Regions from separate parts of the Gossypium hirsutum genome. Here region 1 is linked to region 2. A link is a contact called in public Hi-C data. All regions are on one chromosome and are shown on one strand. The core of a region is the stretch at or near the end of the contact, and the rest is flanking DNA. Distances in the headings are between cores, read along the strand shown.

Region 1 (7,043 bases), core at 3,368-5,867, 270 kb before region 2:
TATATTAGAATTAAGTCTGCTGTTGGGCCTAACTCTGTAGGGGTTGCTTCCACTGTTGCGCGGCCGTGATTGTTTCTCAGATTGCAAAATTGAGTAGGATGTGGTTGGCCTCTGGGCATTTTCCAGGAATCAACGTATTGGTGCAGCTGTACGTGTTCCATTGGCTGACAGCCTCTTAGTATGTCCAGCTTCCTCCTTCCTTTGCCATCAACACTTTTGTTTGGTTGGCCTTGATGCTTTTTGATGACCAGATTCCCCATTTTTCACGTCTTGTGGTGTGCTCATTTGTTCGTTGCCAACCCTTCATGTTTCCTTTTATATAGGGTGGGCATTCTCCTTTGTTGGTTGCCTTTTATAGGAATGAATCATTTTAACTTTTAACTTGTTTATTTTTACATATGCTTCAAAAGTAATAATAACAATTTGATGGATAAAATAAAATCCGGATTTCTAGGAGCCAATACAAGTCTTGATCAATCCGAAAGGTATGTTTAGCCGATGCATGAGATGCCTCACTCATTACTCTCTGCCAACCCTTCTTCCATCCAGCAGTGACAGCAGCTAATGCTTCCGCCAACCACTGCACTGGTTCATATTTATTGCTGCTGCTCCCAATTCATACCAATTATGAATTCCAAGTAATTCATGTTTCAACGTCTTAACAACCATAATGAAAAAGCAAATGGATTCAGCCGTAATTAAGACTAGAGAATTTTGTCAGAAATACCCACCATGGTGATTGAATTCAGGATGAAGTAAGGAATTGCTTTTAACTCCAGTGAGGTGTAGTTAAAAGCCTAATTGGAGCTTTGGAAATTTTTTTAGGAGTAGAAATTAAATTGTAATTTTCATAATAATAAAAATTTAATTTTATTATTTTAATAATTTATATTTTTATAATTTTTGAAAAATAAAAATAAAATTTTATCATTTTTAATAGACTAAAGTGTGATTTTACTTTTATTAATTTAAATTTTTAAAAATTTCAAATAGCCTGAATAAAAAAAATTATTTTAAGAGGATCCGGACTCTATAACCCCTAATTTCGCCTCTAGTGCCAAACGTGCTTCAACTGCTGTTTGGATAACCAACAGTGTAATACGTTGAACTCACCATACCTCTCACTTTTTACTGTATCCTTTTGGTTTAGTGAAAATTACTCTCAGGGCCAGTGAATTTTTTTGTACCTATTATAACCTTATTTTTATAATCGTTAACCTTTTTATTCTATCTTTTATTTGTCTATTTTACTGTTATATTATGCTTCTTTTTATCGATAATAGTTTTTTAATTTATTTATTTTAATAATAAATTATAATATTTATTGTTAATTAATTTATTTCAAATAATAGTCAATATTTTACTTTTCTATTTTATTAACCTTTAAAATTTAACTTTATTCATTTATTTTTATTAAGATATTTTTTGAATAACTACTTTTTTACTCTGTTATGTTTTATAAAAGTATTAAAATTATTTATTGATAGAAAATATTTAATAATATAATTTCTTAAAAAATAATATAATTATTTAATAAAGATATGTATTATATATTAAAAATTTTAATTATCTTTAATATATAAATAATTTATAAAAAAATTTTAATCTAATGTACTTAATAGTTATTTTTTATTCTCATCTCACTATACAACTGTGTTTGAATCTAAACACATACTTCATGATTGTTTTTGTAATAACGGATTTTGCCCGGGTAAGAAAAGGGCCCCAAAAGAAACAGTCCATTTACAAGCAGACCCGTATGGCCCAATTAATAAATCAAATAAGGGCCCAATCTACGGTGACCCAAATTACAGACAGAAACCCTAGGGTTTCAATAGCGCCGCAACCATCGCCAAAGGCCGAATCTCCATGCAATTGCCTGCAAACACAAAGAAGGAAAGAAAAATCAAGGAATCAAGATCAAATCAAATCAATATGACAGATTTATTTCCTCATTTTCATTTTTATTATTATGGCTATAAAATAGCCCTGAATACACTGTAACAGGGGGCCGGATTTTCGAAACCAGAAATAAAAAAGCTATTACTTTCGTAATATAGAGAACAAAATCGAATCAAAAGGTTGTTATTTGTAATTTTTATTTATTTATTTTCTATTGTTTTTTTACCATTATATACATACGAATAAAGTAAATAGGGAAAAGGGAAGACACAACCTGTGTTTCGAAGCCCAGAACGCCGTGAATGATGGAGGTTGTCGTCTCCGATGAAAGACGACCGGAAGCCGAAAGGTTTTAGTGCTTTTAGGGGTTCTTTCGTTAATATTTCACGAGATTTAGGCCCATATTTGGGTAAAGGAGGTTGAGAAGGCTAAAGAGGATTTTTTTTCCTTTTCCCGGCCACCGCAGACGGTGGTGCCGGCGCCGGAGATCGGCGGCCGGCGTAGTGGCCGTTGACTGTCCAATGATCAGCCCGTGGCCGGAGGACAGACAGGTTGAGAGAATTTTTAAAAGGTGTTTTTGTTTTTTTTAAATGTTTTTGAAATAAATTTTTTGGTTTTATTTTGGCTTAAATAGCTAATTGAAAACGGCGCCGTTTTGAGGGGAGGATCCACGTGTCGACCTGACCTGGACCCAGGATCCGCGTGTTTTTATGCGGAGGGGAAAATTTCGCTTTTAGCCCCTCCGCCTTTTAACATTTTTGCAATTAAGTTTATATTTCTTAAAAATTAGGCCTTTTATTTATTTTAAATTCCAATTCAATCCTGATGGAACGACGCCGTTTAGGGAAATAGGGAAATTTTCCTTTCTGGTCCCTCTACGTAATATGCGCGTTCAATTTGGTCCCTCAGTCTCCATCTATTTACAGATTTGCCTAAAAATTTTTATTTACAATTCAAATTAACCCTTTTTTTATTTTCTTTATTTTTTAATTTTAGTTTTTATATATTTTATATATATTAATTTGTTTTGATATATATAATACATATGCATATTTTGTTTTAACATAATGTAATTATTTTTTTATGTGATTATTTTTATAATTTATACATGCATGCCTCTTCTCGTATATATATATATATATGTATATATATATTAGTATTTTTGACCATTGTTTTTATATTTATATATATATAAATATTTTTTTTAAAAATATGCGAATAGATGTTTTTTTACATACTTTTTTTTCTTATGTTTGCAAATATGTTATATTTTGTTTATAAGAATTTTAACCCAAAATTTCATATGTAAGTTAAGTGAATGTCTTTAAATTTCAATTAATATATTAGGTGCTGTTTTTTATTATTATTATTTGTTTATTAATTTGTGCTTTCATTTATATTATCATTTATATTATGTTGCTCGTTTATGTGATGCTTTACATGACATTGTTTGTTTTTATTTGTATGTATTATTTCTATTTATTATTGTATTGTATATTTAATGTAGCATTACATCATTTTTAACTTGATTTCAAACTTTTCAAAATAGAGAGAATGCTTGTATTAGGGTTTTCAAGGAAATTGAGCTCTAACGTATTGGGTTCGATTTTCTTCGTTAAATCTAACAATCGAGCATTCCTCTTTAATCAAAAATAAATAAGAACTCATTATTGGGAATTCAACACGTTGTGTCCTAACGTATTGGATGTGACGCATTGGTTTCTCGAAATGAAGATTTTTTTAAATAATAAAGGAAATATTCCGAGTTTGGGATTTTAAAGGAATCGTGCCCTAACGTATTGGGTGTGATTTCTTAAATCTCGGATAAGTGGATGTTCTTTTGAAGTTTTATCGCACTTTGTATTTTGGCCCAATTCATTTTGGAGGAAATTAGAATGTTGTGCCCTAACGTATTGGGTGTGGCATTTTTGCTTCTCTAAATAGAGAAAGGTCTTAATACACAACGTTTAAGTTTCTTAAAGATTACATTTTTTCTTAAATTTTCGACATTAAGACATTAATCAATTAACTAGGTACCAATTTTTGGGCGTAATGAGGGTGCTAATCCTTCCTCATACGTAACCGACTCCCGGACCCGTTTTTCTAAAATTTGTAGACCAAAGTCATTTTTAGGTGACCCAATCACACCTTAATAAAAGATTGGTGGCGACTCCCAATTTTTTTTTAAAAGTTGACAACCTAAAAACTAAAATTTTTTATTTTTCAAAAGATGGTTTCGACAGTTTCTATTCTCATTGTTACTTACAATATCCAATCTCATCGTTATAATAATTAATCTCACCATCTCCATTTATTTATTATCTCATCGAAATTAAACCTATGTACATCCAAACTAAACTTAATATTCATGCAAAATCTTGGTAACTAGAACAAAAAAGTATCAGCATTTCATATTAGTACCAATTCCACTTTTACAAACTTATGACATGTCACGACTCATCATATTGCAATCCCAAATTGGATACCAGAAAAAAGGAAGAAAGTAGTGGAAAAAGAAATATACTTTTTGCATTTAATGATTATTTTCTCCACTCAATCATCAAAAGAATGGACCAAAATTTAAAGTTATAAAAGGAATATATTCAGAAACTTGGAGATTGAACTTGGCAAAGAGATTCTTTTGAGAGAACAACATGCAATCATACGTCCGCTGCACATGATGAACATATGATGGACTTGAAAGATGCCAATGATCAAGAAAATATAAAATTATCATATATATGTGGAATTTGTTCTGTGTTTGATTGCCGAAAGGCACCATCTCACTTTTTTCATACTTTCTGGTTATTGTGCATACCAGAAGGAATCCAATCTACCATGCGCTTATATATATAATTTTCTCCAATGAAGTTAATCATCAAGCAATAACAGATTAGAAGAGAGTGTGAGAATGGGGTTGACCGGTGACAGCTCAATGGGACACTACGCTGATTGGGGAAGCAACAAATACAAAGGAAGCCAGAATGGGTATGCAGTGGCTTACACCGAAAGTGAATGTTATAACCAAATCCGCAAGCCCACCCATAGGATGATCAAACCCCAGAAAGCTTATGGGATGGCTGAAACCTGGGATGAGGAGAATGCTCAATCTTACGCCACCTACAAGTCCCAAACTGGACCTCCAATGTTCAAAACTCAAGTTCATGGTCCTTCTCGGAATGGCTTCGGCTCCCACTCCAATACTGCAACTGCCCACATGCAATCCTATGGCTTTAGTAGCCCCGGAAAACGCGAAGGTCGTGTTTATGGATATGGGGGCCCCACCGCAGCCGCTAGACACCAGAAAAGTAATGGCGGAATGGGCCATGGTTTCGATAATCATGGAAACTACGAAAAAACTGAGGCTTACGGTTATGAAGAGAGCAATGGGTATGGGGAGTACGCGATGAATGGGATGGCGCGTACCCAGCCGCACATTCGCGGCAAACACACCGGACATGGAAACGGGTTCGTCAAGAACCAAGCTTACGGCCCTACCAAAAACATGGGCTTTGGATATACTGAAGCCGAGTATAACAGCCATTCCAAGGAAGAGCAGTACCAGTACAACGGCGGAACAGGTGGATACCATGCTGGCTACGACCACTCGGCTAAGGGTCTGATAAGGAATAATTCGGGTGATAACAGCTGCAGTGACTCTGAGAGTGACAACGACGACGATGATTATGGGTTTAAGAAGAAGGTAATGCTTTTTATTATTTTCTCCAATACATGGAACCCAATCAAAATATTCACCTCATCTCTCTTTCTTCTTCTTTTTTTCGTTGTAAAGCTAATGATTTCTATTTACAGGTCTGGGTAAGCAGAGCAATATGAGGAATTCTAGATATGCATGCATGTACATGGTGGAGATGTTGGCATGATGAAAGCCAGACAATATAAACTACAATAAAATAAAATTGCCATGTAAGAAACTAGAGAATAAAGATTAGCCCTTATACATATATCTTGTTGATGTTCGCGTATAATGTAATATGTCGTTATGAATTAATGATTAAACCTCTCGCTCTAGATGAGAGTTTGATTTTTTTTTTTTTTGAAATATGCTACTGCAAAATGAAATAGTTAATACTAACAGAATAAATTAATTGAGCGTAAATAAATAAAATAATCAATATATCGTATAAGAATCACTACCCCAAAAGCATATCTGTCCTGATCGGTGTAATCGTGTAATAGACGTTATTCTTCAATGTTAACATAATACTTCAATATTTATATGTGAAACACAACTAGCATTGCTCTTCTCAAAGTATTCCGAAAAGTAGACTGAAACTAAAGTTGAAAACTTGGTTGGGAATCTGATTGGAAAAGTTTTCTAAACAAAAAACAGGCGAGCTAATAAAGGGGCAAAATGGTTGGAACGTTGAAAATGTGCAAGTGTATACAATCGTATTAAGTAATAAAGTGACAAGAATGTAGAGTTGTCGTACCCACAGGGACTGTGCAAGAAAATAATTATGAAATGCATGTTTAAACAATTTGGTGGCGGAAAAATATAATGATTTGTAAGAGGTGTTCTAAAAACTAAAAATTAACAAAGTATTTAATTAAAAGAGAATTTTTAATTAAAAGAAAAAGTAAAATTCTAATGCACGATTTCTAAATAATTTTATGGCAACTTTGTCTTTTGTTAACTAATGCACGTACATACTTACTAAATCAATTAATCTCTTAAACATATTTCTATGTCAATTCAAGCAATTAATCAATTTTCATAAGCAAGTATAAGATAAAGTGAGGTAACAACATATTCCTATTTTGAAACAATTTAATCACGATAATCTTACAACTTATGCAAGACTAAAGTATTGTTTAATACTATTTCTAATTTAACCATCAACTACCTTAAAAGATTAAGCATGCACAAATTAAATATTGTATCTATTAATTAGAATTTTTATCCAATTAATAATTAATTATTTTGTTACCTTACAATTAAAATGCAAGCATAACATAGCCATGATTTTATTTAATTCAACAAAATACCAAGGCCTATAACAACACAAACATGATTTTAACAAATTAAGTGGATAGAATGCAATTAATTTAACACGAATGAAATTTAAGTCATTTTAATTAATTTAAGAACATCAACACAACAAGTATTCATATTCATG
Region 2 (7,392 bases), core at 2,781-5,280:
GTTGCTTGTACACTAATACAAGTTAACTAAACAAATCATTCAGCTACCTAAGCACATCAAGCTGTCATCTACAGAAATCTAGTTCAATCTCAACTAGGTCTCAGCTAAACTCTAACGATACTCACTGACTTATTGTTTTCGTGCTAAAACACAGAAAACAAATCTATCAATCTGTAAACTAACAAGTTCACCCCAAAGCATCTGGGGTTGGCAGATTGCCTCCCAAAAAAGTCTGCCAAATGGCAAATTCCAACGAGGAGTTCTGCAAAATGGTGTACTATTGTATTCACGCAATACGCCACCTAGACGCAACGGATAATTCACCAATCCCATCCTTTTTCCACCCTGGCTTACCTAACTATACGTCAAATAACATATCAATACGGTCTACACTGGGCGGGCTGTTACACATTAAATTTAACTTCACCTCAACTATATAGTTTAAATGAATAAAAACTCTTTTATTAAATGTCAATTTAGTAATATAAAGAAAAAGAAAGGGTATTTTCATCGATTGAAACTTTTTTCTAAATTCGTGCTTTTATATAAATTATAGATATAGATTAAAGTGTTAGGGTGGATTTTATTGTAGAGAAATACTACAGGTAGTAAATTACAATTTTTTTAATACAAGTATCACATAGCACATTTAGTTAAATTTCAAGAGCCAAATATAACATTAACCCTTTATAATATGATGTTTATAACACGATATGAACTTTGTTTATGCATAAAATAATACAACATAATTAAGTTCGTAACTTCATTTTGAATTCATTAATAGTGCATATATCAAATAAAAATCAAAGGCAAAGGTAAACATGCCCTTATGCATCCAACAAAATCTATTTTTATAAATGATAAGTGAAGATATAGAGCAATAATTAAGTCTCCATTTAACCCAAAGGAATATTAATTGACAACATTTAAAGCACATATATTAAAGTAAAAAAGGCAACCACTGGCATGAGTGATGATAATGTAGGAGCGACAGGAGGAGGCTCCTCAAACTTATCGCGACATACGGGACATGTTGCATTTAGTTTAAGCCACTGGTCTATACAATCGACATGAAAATAATGGCTGCAATTAGGGATAGTTCTTAACGTCTCATTGGCTTGGTATTCGCATAGGCATATGGAGCAGATGTTGTCTCTCGGATTGGGTAGGCATCGGCTTGGACCAAGCAAAGTTGTAGGGTATGTGTCAATTGTTTGTCTATCAAGGCCTTTTGTTGAACCTGGAGTTGATCGAGGGTGGGTCATGAGGATTTCGGGGTTGGGGTGGTTCTGTCCCTCGGTAAAGTTGAGTTTTACGCAACTTATAATCGCGATGAGGCACACAAGGGATATTCCCAAGCCGAAAACCAAGGCATCTCTAACACTTGATGGAAGCCCTACACAAGAAAAGATGAATGCAAATTAAATTCAAAGTTGAGGCTCTAATATATATATATTAATTATGAATTTTATCCCTCTACCTTATTAAAATTAAAAAAAGTTAGTCTTTTTATTTTAGTTTGTTAGATTATTGACTTCCAGGTCAACCATTAATGATACATTGTTAAACTATTTTTTTCAATTTTTGTACGAAGACTAAATTTTGACAAACTAAAGTAAAAAGATTAACTTTTCAATTTTCGTAAGGTAGGGGGCAAAGTTTAGAATAAATCATATATATATATATAAAGGCTTTATTCATTATTTGAAACTATACTCATTTTTCCAAGTTGGTATCTAAAATTTTTTTTGTCCCATTTTGATACTGAACTTTGCTCCATTACCTGTTTTTGTACCTAAAAGTTAACGATGTTAAAAAAGTGGCAAATGAGAACACACCATGTCATCGATGAAATGGCACATTGACTGATGATGTGGCATGTTGACTGATGACGTGCTATGTTGATTGTGTTGATTGGTCGTTGATAGGACAAATCATTAAAAGTTGTACAAAATTATTAAAATTTATTAAAAACTATAAAAATCTGTAAAAATAATTTAAAATATTAAAAAATTGATAATTAATAAAATCATTAAAATTTTATAAAAATTGCAAAAAATATTTAAAAAGTAAAAAAATTTGTGAAAATTATTTTAAAAATATTAAAAAATGTATACGATTCCCATAATCAGTTTTAGCTAACTTGGTTCACATTCATCCTTGATATTCGAAATGGAATTTGCCATAAATCTCAAATTGATTTTTCTTTTATGCTAAGGCAGGCCAAATTTTACAATTTTTTTAATTTTTTTTAAAATTTGAAAATACTTTTTAATATTTTTTTATAATTTTTAATAATTTAAATTTTTTTCATTTTAAAAAATTATAATTTTTTTATATATATTTACAAAATTTAATGTTTTTAATAATTTTTACAACTTTTAAATATTTTAAAACAACTTTTACAGTTTTTAAAAAAATTATACTTTTTACAATTTTAATGATTTTTTTGTCCAAACAATGGTCAATCAAAGCAATTAATTCTCGGCGAATACCGGTCAACTTTGGTTAACATATTACATCATGTTATTGATGACTTGGCGTGTTGTTATTGGCAGCTTTTTTAACCTTGTATAATGGAGTTAAGCTTTAAGTATCAAAATACAAAAGAAAAAAAATTAACTACTAAAGTGGGTATAGTTTAATGGTTAAATCGTGAATAAAATTAAATATAAATATGGATAAAATTTTGACACTCCACTTACTTCTAGAGGAATGTAGTCAGGATATCGAAGGAATATTACCTTAAAGAAAAGATATTGAAGGAATATCCGTGAAGAAGAAAAGCGATATCTGCACATTTGAAAGATCCAATGTAGTTTGCATTCCATCGGTAAATCCTAATTCTAATACCAAATTGTTCTATATACTCCCCATATCACCCTTCTTAACATGCTTCCGGCTTCCACTTTACCAATGGAATGCAAAGATGAAAAACTGCTCTTTTAACTCGATTACCATTATTGGTTATTACACTTCAAAGTTTATGCATGTTTTTTTCTCAGTTTTAACCTTTTTGCATTAAAAAAAAACACACATTTAAACGATTAAAGAAAAGGACAGCGTAGAAGAAGTTAATGAAGCATACCGTGTTTAATAGCACTGCCGCATCTGACCTGCAAGCCTGCACCAACATTCTCGAATAGGCAAGTTCCTTGATGGCTTTCACACCACCGGCAATCAGGTTGGTTCCACCCCAAAGTCATACCGTCCTCCCACCAATCTGTTGACATTGGGACCATAACCTTTGCTATCTCCAAACACACCGACGTCGATGGGGTATAACCATCCGTCAGTATAGCGACGACATAAAAGTTGAACCCGCTAAGACATGGAATTTTTGTTACTCCAGGATATTGCACCATAGTTGAACAGTTGTAAAAAGTGTAGCTTTGAGTGTTTACTGACATAAAAGGAGAGCCTGAGAGATTAAGACCCTGAAGAAGAATCCCCGGGAGGCACCCTTCCGAGTAGCTGAGTTGCACTACTTGTTGGGCGTAATCGATATGGAAGACGCTGAAGTTACCGGCATATGGGAAAGTGAGGATGGTTACGTCTTGTGTCGTCTCCTGGACTTGGCAAGAGAGTTCAAAGTCTTGATAGCCGCAGTATTGGGGCTGGTCTATAAGCCTGAAAGGGAAGCGAATAGTTTGAGATCCGCATAGGGTAGAACAAATTTCTAGGCTTATTGATGGTTGAAAAGAAAAGAAAATGATGATGAACAAGAAAGGTTGAATGGAAATTGAATCCATTCTTTTAATAACGTTAAAGAAGTCCATTCATGTAAGTAGTTAGTTTAGAGGATTATAAACAACGTACAGTTTGTTCTTGCTTTTTTGGCAGATTAAACTTGTAGACCTCGAGTTGGCATGTCAGAAGAAACTGAAAAACAATAGTTAGCTGTCTACTATGTTGTAGTTTTGTTTTCACCGACGAAATTTATTCCTTATTTTTTTTGTGTTTTCCTTGTCACCCTCAATTGTTTTGGTAGGTATTGATAATGAATAAATAAATAAATAATCACAATGATGGGTTTGGTAATTTTCACTTTATTTCTTTTACATTGATCCCATACAGAAATTATACACAAAGAAAAATAAGTAAATTAATCATCTGTTATGATGAAGATGAAACAATAGGAGCTAATGTTTGCGGGGTATTACGGCACAAGGGGAATGCAGCATTCAATTTCAGCCACTCATCGATGCAAACGGCATGAAAATAATGCTCGCAATCTGGAATAGTCCTTATCATCTCTTTAGCTTGGTATTCACTAAGGCATATTGGGCAAGTATTATCATTAGGCCTCGGTAATCGCCGGCTTTCACTCAGCAATGTTACTGGATACTCCTCGATGGTTTGTCCATCGAGACCTTTGACGGAAGCATCTAATCTTGGGGTGGTCGACAACAGTTCTGGCTGATTTGGATGCCGATTGTTGTAGTCTTCTTCAACCTTGTTGCGGAGGTAAATTACTAAGCCGACGATGAACAACACCGGTATTCCAGCACCAAACAATATACCGTATTTAGCATGTCTTGAAAGACCTAAAAATAAATAATGAAACATTTATCTTCCTTATTTTATTTGATCTTTGAAAACAAAAAAAAATAAAAAAAATGAAAGACGCAAGTATGAAATTCAACCGCCGCCTGACGTGGTTGTGGAAGCATGAAAGCGATGCCTCACCAACAGATTGAGAAGTGAATAGCAATTTTGAAATTTGCTCTGTATGTCCCATTTTTATCTTTCCTCACATGTTCCATTAACTAGTAAGCCTAAAGCAAGTATATATATTTTTATATCACCATTGAATGTGGGTATTATGTATTAATTACTTTTAGGGTGTACTTGAATGATTTTTTCTATAATTTTATCAATTTAATTGAATTTTTGGATAAATGTACTTTAGAAATTAGAAAGAATTTTCAACAATGAAATTTGATCAAATAATTAAATAATAATAATAGAAAAAATAAGAAAAAAAATTGCATTAATTATTATTAGATTTGTAAAAAACAATAAGGGATAAAGTAACATTTAGTCCCTGAATTTGATAGTTTTTCTCACCTTGGTCCTTAAACTTTTTTTTATTTACTTTAGTCCTAGAACTTGACGACTTTTCCTAATTTGATCTTCTCTTAAAGTGTGATGACATGATACATTTTCATACTGCTACATCATTACCTGAAAAATTGTAAAAATTTATAATTCAAAATTTTTTGTATGTTTAGATTTTATATATTTTTTAAAAAAAGTTTTAGGTGATCACATCATCACACCTTAATGGAATCTAAGTTCAAGGACTAAATTAAAAATTTATTTCTAAATTCTGGGATTAATGTGGACAAAAATAAGTTTAGAGATTAAGTTGAAAAAAATTACCAAGTTTGAGAACTAAATAAAAAATAAATAGAAATGAAAAAAATTGGTATAAAATGACATAATAAATACTAATTTCTTAGTAAAAATCAAAAGCATTTCACAAAATCCATATCTAGAATTGAAAAATCTAGTTTTTATTTTAGCATATAATAAAAAATACTTTAAAATTCTCCTTACAAATTAGCAAGGCTTGAATATTTATGGTAGCTGAAGATATGTACTTTTTTTTCACTGCAACTATATATGCAATATTTTTAACCAAAATTTCCATAATTTTTCACTGCAAAATAGAAACATACCATTGGTAAAACCACCGGAGCATCCAACATCCAGGCCCGTCTCACTCTTGAACATGCAGTTCCCTGCTCCAGTTTCGCACCTCAGGCAATTCGGTTCATTCCATGTCAACATAATACCATTCCCAAGATTCGACCAACCCGTCCAGGAAAACGGAACCAAAACCGTCGCTATCTCTAAACACGACGTTGACAATGATGCCGACGAATCGAGTCGGTCCGCCGGTAGAGCCACGACAGAAAAGTTTGTACCGCTGAGACAAGAGATATGCTTTGCTTGATGAAGCTGTGTTGATGCAGCGGCGGAACAATTGAAAAACGTGAAGCTTCGAGGATATAGCGAATCAAAAGGAGTACTGGATAGGTTAAGTCCATGAAGGAGACATTTGGGGGTGCAATGATCAGGGTCGTTGAGCCATATATTTTGGAACAAATAGTCAATGTGTACGACATTGAATTCACCGGAAAATGGAAGCGAAAGGACAGTTTGGGCTTGGTCCTTGCATGAGAGATTGAACCGGGGATAGCCACAACGATCGGGTTGGCTGCTGAGACGGAAAGGGAAACGAACCAATTGATTCCCACATGAAACACGGCAAATTTCAACGCTTGCTGATGGCTGAAGAGAGAATAAAAAGACGATGAATAAGATGGTTTGAAATAGAGTCATTTGGTGCTCACCGGAAAACTAAGTAAAAAAACCTTCAATTTTCCTTTTAAGCTTTCTCGAGTTAGTTAGCACCCTGGGTTAGGTAATTTGCGAGAAACTCAACTATTAAAAAATGGTTAAATTGTGCCACTAGTCTCTGTACTTTACTAAAGTTGTATATTTTTTATCCACGTTATTTGATTTGGTTACTTTTAGTCCCTGTACTTTTTAATTTTTAGAATTCCAATCCTCATCAAGCGATAATTGTTAAATTCATTAAATTCTATTGTTTCTAAAATTTGATACGACAAACATATTATCATTTGTATTATGACATGTTAGTTTGTTATTTCCACAAATTACTGACTAAAAATGATCAAGTTAATGGATTAATGATTGTTATTTACGTCAAAACTAAAATTTCAAATTTCAAAAAATATGGAGACTTATAATGATCCAATAAGAAAATATGAACTAAATCTACATCTGTACACATGGTACAATACTAGTAACTAAATTTAACCAAAAAAAATTATATGCTACTATTCGGGTTTCAAAATTTAAAAAGATATAAGGGTTAAAAGTGATCAAATTAAAGCACAAAGATTAAATCAATAACGTTCATAATAGCAAGATTTAACTTTAAAAATACAAGAAAAAGAAAAGTTGAAGAATTTTATTGTTAACCAGATAATCCAAAGAAAATGAGTTCAAAGATGTCATTTTATGCTTACTCGGAAGGCGACTACATATATATTTTTAAAAAAAATGATGATAATTTAGTGTGGTCTGATACATTAAAAATGTATATATATGTTAATTTTCAGTATATATATTATTGAGGCATATGTGACGTTAAATAGAAAGAAGCAAAGGAGGAGGTTGACATCTTGGATTATTTAGAGAATCTTGTGATACATGGATATGTTAAATTTCAGTATATATATTCTTGTTTGTTTATATTTTTGAATAATATAAATTATGTGATGATACATATATAAATGTAATACTTATAGTTATTATTAAAATTTATGTTTATTTAGTGATAAATAGAAATTGACA

What was found. A called contact is a pair of places that touch in the nucleus more often than the background predicts.
Region 1: a contact with region 2 is called in a Hi-C map of leaf, with 3 times the contacts expected there. The contact joins the promoter of LOC107909960 here to the promoter of LOC107909877 in region 2. A contact is called at or near these places in 2 of 34 Hi-C or Micro-C datasets (both in leaf).

Annotation. Positions count from the first base shown.
Region 1 is chrD08:42,898,266-42,905,308 of Gossypium_hirsutum_v2.1, reverse strand. It overlaps LOC107909960, which reads left to right and starts at 4,617. Exons shown (of 2, transcript XM_016837679.2): 1 at 4,617-5,605; 2 at 5,716-5,949. The coding sequence starts at 4,814. The coding sequence ends at 5,739.
Region 2 is chrD08:42,629,699-42,637,090 of Gossypium_hirsutum_v2.1, reverse strand. LOC107909877 (RING-H2 finger protein ATL20) reads right to left here and starts at 4,030. Exons shown (of 2, transcript XM_016837580.2): 1 at 3,089-4,030; 2 at 847-1,396. The coding sequence starts at 3,779. The coding sequence ends at 927. LOC107909873 (RING-H2 finger protein ATL22) reads right to left here and starts at 6,526. Exons shown (of 2, transcript XM_016837566.2): 1 at 5,685-6,526; 2 at 4,034-4,547. The coding sequence starts at 6,351. The coding sequence ends at 4,117.